Linked DNA regions of Zea mays: region 1 is linked to region 2. The links are chromatin contacts, called in public Hi-C maps. All regions are on one chromosome and are shown on one strand. The core of a region is the stretch at or near the end of the contact, and the rest is flanking DNA. Distances in the headings are between cores, read along the strand shown.

Region 1 (2,700 bases), core at 58-2,557, 140 kb after region 2:
TGTCCACCATTTAACACTTAGGCACTTGTGTTGGACACTAAATCACCAAAATACTTAGAAATGGCCCAAGGGCACATTTCCCTTTCAATATCAGTGAATGACAATGACGTATCGTCTTTGTTAGATATACAAAGAGATGTCACCCATATGATTGGTTGGCCGCATCGTTTTGTCTTGGACCACTGCATACATTGACTTTATTTGAGCGCATGTTTGGTAGTCTGCACGTCGAAGGCGTGGGCTGCATGAGACGATGCAAAATAAGCCATTTGAAGACTAATTGCCTGCATCCACTCGTACTGTCAAAACGTCCGTATCCGACCAGCCAGGCTCGAGCGAGCGTGCAGCCACGAACAGACAATCAGCCCGAGACAAAATCAAACCCACTCATTCCGCGATCCTGCAGGGTGGGGGCAGCCCACATGGTCCTGCGCTCTGAATTTGATTCGGCCTTGCAAAATCCATCATTGTGCAACTTAAGCACATGGGCCTGAGTCCGTTAGCATAGCCATGAAATTTTGGGCCTCATCAGGGCAGACAAGGGAAAAAAACAGTTGTACCTCTTTCTACCATCACAAAAAAATAAAATCAAGACATAACTCCTTACTCATCTTCTAAGACACAGGACATATTTGGTTCAGTTTTTTTTACTTACTTTTCTGGCTATGAAGAGAATCAGGCTCTGAGTATCATGGGCTTTTTACCCAAGTTTAACCGACTCATATTATTAAGAAAATTTATAGTTATCGTTAATTTTTACGTGATATCATCTAAGGCTTTGATTTATTTTATTTTTTCATCAAAAAATGAAAAATGAGCCAGTCAAACTTAACACAAAAATATCAAATAAATTATAAATCAGAATGGAGGGAGTACCAAAAAATTTATACTAAAGCATACTACATCATATGTTTACTATATAAATCTACTCATGTGGAGTTCAATAAAATTAGATTTTTTGAGTGATTTCTTACATTTTTTCAAAGATTCGACCAAAATAAACATACAATAACAAGGGAAAAACGCCGAGGGAACAGGTGGGAGAGAATCTATATAAGTTTTGTAGTTATTAGAGAGAAAAAAACAATTTTTACTATAGATAATTGAAGAAAATAAGGGCTAGTTTGGAAATTCTAGTTTTTCAAGAGATTTTCATTTTCCAGAAAATTATTTTATTTTTCATTGAAAAATAGAGTTGTCAAACTAATTGTAAAATGGATTTTTTTCCGTCTGACAAACAAACCCACCCAAGCACGCTAGAACCGCCTTTACCAGCACGAGCCCGTGTCGCTCGCTGCTGCCACTTCGCTTGAACTCATTTGCAATTGCGAACGCTTCTTCTCCCAGTCCCAGCACGCCCAACCCCGTCGCCGCCTTCTCGAACCTTCCGAAGATGAGCCCCCCGGCCCCGGCCGCCGCGGCGGCGGCGGCGCCGCGAACGGTCGCCTCGGCGGTGCTCCGCGTCCAGATGGCGCTCCTCGACGGCGCCGCGGTGTCCAGCGAGGCCCTCATCCACGCGGCCGCCTCCGCGCTCCTCTCCCGCGCCGACTACGACGACGTCGTCACCGAGCGCACCATCTCGGACGTCTGCGGCAACCCCGCGTGCCCCAACCCTCTCTCCTCCTCCTCCGCCGCCGCCACGGGGCCCCGCTTCCACATCGCCCTCAGCGAGCACCGCGTCTACGACCTCGAGGAGGCGCGCAAGTTCTGCTCCGAGCGCTGCCTCGTCGCCTCCAAGGCCTTGGCCGCCTCGCTCCCGCACGACCGGCCCTACGGGGTCCCGCTCGACCGCCTCGCCGCGGTCGTCGCGCTCGTTGAGGGCGCCGCCGCAGGGGACGGGAGCGGGTTAGGGTTCCAGGGACTGGATGGGAATGGGAAGGTGGAGGACGGGGGAAGGAAGGTGGAGATCAAGGAGAAGCAGGTCGCCGGGGCTGGCGAGGTCTTGCTGCAGGACTGGGTTGGGCCCTCCGATGCCATTGAGGGTTATGTGCCGCGCCATGACCGCAGTGCTCATGGTGAGTATCCCATACTTTGTTTGCCCATGATTGCATTTTATTATTTTGTAAATATCAATTGATTGAATGACGGAAAGGCGAGAACAGAGCCCAATGGTGGTGTTAGTGTCTTGTCGTAATGCTGAAATATTGCATGGAGATATGTTGCTTTAGACTTCAGTGTTGCAGTTTATGTATTTGGTCTTATATATTTCCATAGGTGTTTGCTCATGAATAACTTGGGTAGGTTGAATTGGTTTCCGGAATAAGATATGATTCTATGTTGATATTGTTACTTTTAAGTTTTTAACATGTAAATATAAGTAATCTTTACCTGTGGTTGTGTCGCAATTAGTAGTTTATTTGCATCCTGCTAGTGCATCTAGTTAGCAACCTTTTTGTATACATGAAGACTATTTGGGTGAAAGGAGCCAAACTTGACACCTACTTGCATATTTTCCATGTGATGATCGTGTCTATGGCGGTTGACGTGTGCAGCCTGCAGATGTTTGTGTTATTGTTTAAGTGTGTATGCTAGTAGAAATTAAAGAAAAATAGAACAATAGAGGTTGTTGCTCAATGGTTTTCTGACTATTACTCCTTTGCACCATGATGTGTTGAGGTCATTCACCCTTGGAGTTTTAGTCAGTACCCTTGATTTAGGGTCTGTTTGGTTGGGCTGTGGCTGTGGAAAAAGTTGCTGTGG
Region 2 (2,700 bases), core at 182-2,681:
ACATGAATGAATCATGCAGATGAAGTGCATATCGTCGAGAGTGATGGTGAAATAATCTCTGGCTCTGGGCCGGCTTGACTTGACGCGATTCCCGCTGCTGCTACTAGCTAGCTTAGTAGTACAGGCAGCTGACCCTCACCTAACTCCAATCCCCCCGATCAGTTGACCTTGTTGCACTTGAGCCTGACCTCCCCGGGCGGCCCGGTGAGCACCTCGATGCTGCCCATCTTCACCATGGCGGCGGCGAATCGCTGCGACCAGAGCGTGCGGTTGGCGGCGTACAGCGCCACGAGCGCGGCCGTGTCGTTGCGCCCCGCGAGCGCCTGGTCCGACGAGAACACGGCCTCGTGCGTCACCACGTTGCGGTAGTACTGGTTGTCCAGCTGCAGCGGCGTGGCGAAGTCGAGGTCGACGACGCGGTCGCGCCGCCCGCCGCCGCCGGCGGGGCACCGCGCCCTGAGCCGCGCCCCCAGCGTGGCGTTCATCGCCGGGTCCAGCTGCGGGTACAGCCTGGCGGGCGCGAAGGACGAGCAGTGGGAGCGCCCGATGGAGTGCGCCCCCGACAGCGTCACCAGGTCGTCGGCGCTCAGGTTCTTGGACGCGAAGCGGCCCAGGAGCTGCGTCAGGTTGAAGGACGCCGGCGGCAGGTTGGCCGTGGCCTCCGACGCGTTCGACACGCGCCCGTCCAGCCGCCCCGACGGCATCGCGAACCGGATGCCGCCCATGATGCGCGCCGCGTCGCGCGCCGCGAACGCCACGATGTCCGCGCACGACACCGTCCCGGGGCACCGCCGCTCCACCACGCGCTTCGCGCGGCTGATCACGCTGAACCCGCGCAGGCTAGGGAAGTTGGGCGGGGACGTCTTCTCCACCGTCCTGTTCCCCGGGCTGCCCGTCGGGTCGTCCAGCAGCACCGACGCGTCGCATCCCTGTCAAGGAGCTCAGTTGCATTATTGCATTGTCCGATTGGGCTGGGGCTGGGCATCGAATAATCCTACGTACCCTGACGAAGCAGTCGTGGAAGAAGAGCCGGATCAGGCCCGGCCCGTTGCCGGCGTCCTTGCGGACGGCGGCGTGGACGATGGTCTCGATGAGGCTCTCGGCGGCCGGGCAGCTGCCGTTGTAGTACCCCACCTGCAGCTGCGTCGCCTCCGAGGAGTAGAAGCATGCCACCGTCACCGCCACGGCCGCGACGAGCTGCCGGCGTACATGGGCGGCCCCAGCTCTGGTCTTGGCGCTCATCGTCGTCCCAGGCCAGCCGCCAGCTGCTACCACTACTGATCGAGTGGCACTGAGTAGCCTATCTATCTATCTATTCTATTCTATGATGGATAGGATAGAGACGGGAGAGCACCGCCACCGGCCGGCCCACAGCTCGCAAGCCGGCTACTGTACACTGACAGAAGGAAGCAGCCAGCAGCTAGTAGCTTGCTCGGTGGAGTGGCAAGGAAAAGAAGATCGAGGAACCTTCTATTATATATACAGATCGATCGATCGATCCAGGCATCCATGTGCAGAGTGAACTGGTGAAGAACGTACAGTGGCTACTTAATTAGGTATACTGCGTGCGTAGCTAGAGGTAGGGAGGAGGAAGAAGGCACCTAGCAACATGGCCAGCGGTGTGTTGTCATCTGGACGAACATGCACGCCATCCGATTGGGCCTGTAGCCATGACCAGCTGCTAATTAACGTACACGAATCTTGTCTTGTCTAATTATACAAACCTGCAGTAGTGCAGACCGAGCGCTGTGCCCTGCACTGCACTGCACACACCTGTGATGTGCTGTGCCTGTGCTTCGCCGCCGGCCGGGCGTCGCTTCTTGCTCGTTGACATCACACTGAGACTTCGGAACTGTCTTTGTCAGGTAATTTGGCGCAGTGAATTCAGAGGCCGGCCTGGTGGGAGGAGTGGTGTGGTAGTGAATTGAGTGCTCTGCGCCTGCCTGAACAGCTAGCTGCTGGTTTAGCGCGTAGATCCATCCATTCCAGCGTCAGGTTCAGTTTGTTTTAGTAGCAGTAATTTAGCTTCAGATCTAACGACCCTACTTGCTGCCGTAAGAGTATGCCGGAGAGCAAGAGATGGAAACATGGTCCTCGCTAACAATATCTCTGATTACTAGCTTGTCATCATTACCCACTCATGCCCAGACGGAGGGTAGCGTGCAGTATGCAACTCGGTAGCGGTAGGGACACAGCGAGGGGGTCGAACAAGTGACCTGTTACTCGAAATCCTTAACCATACGCTAGAAAAGCTCTTTCGCCTACATACCACAATTTACGTTTAGACTGCGAGCCTCATGAACGTTGGCTGTTGTTAGAGCAACTCCAATTGTTGTCTAAACAATTTCCTAAATCTTAAATTTAATAAGTGAACAAAAAAATTGTTTCTCTAATAGTTCTCTAAATAGACTTATTAATATAGTTACTTATTATCTAACCCTATTTACTCTCCAAGTTTGGCAACAGGATACAAACTCCCTAAACGCAGTTGGTACTGATCTCTTCACGCAGCGTGCTCATTTTTTTCTCTTTTTCCACGCCGCGATGTAGCCAGGTTCGATGTGCTTTTCCCCCTTTCCCGCGCAATGAGGTAGCCAGGTCCGATACACGTCACACAAGCTTCTTCTCCACCGGCAAACCACCGCCGCCCCATAGGCTGTGTTGCCAGACCACTGCTTGTCACACCCGGGTTTTAGGGGT

The links. Hi-C and Micro-C count contacts between places; a contact is called where the count stands out from the background.
Region 1: a Hi-C map of ear shows a contact between it and region 2, with 2.5 times the contacts expected there. The contact joins the promoter of LOC100217208 here to the promoter of LOC100194008 in region 2. A contact is called at or near these places in 2 of 25 Hi-C or Micro-C datasets (ear and leaf).

What each region holds. Positions count from the first base shown.
Region 1 is chr8:133,505,638-133,508,337 of Zm-B73-REFERENCE-NAM-5.0, forward strand. LOC100217208 reads left to right here and starts at 1,308. Exons shown (of 6, transcript NM_001360086.1): 1 at 1,308-2,015. The coding sequence starts at 1,394.
Region 2 is chr8:133,367,152-133,369,851 of Zm-B73-REFERENCE-NAM-5.0, forward strand. LOC100194008 (Peroxidase 64) reads right to left here and starts at 1,432. Exons shown (of 2, transcript NM_001139072.1): 1 at 1,003-1,432; 2 at 1-929. The coding sequence starts at 1,242. The coding sequence ends at 159.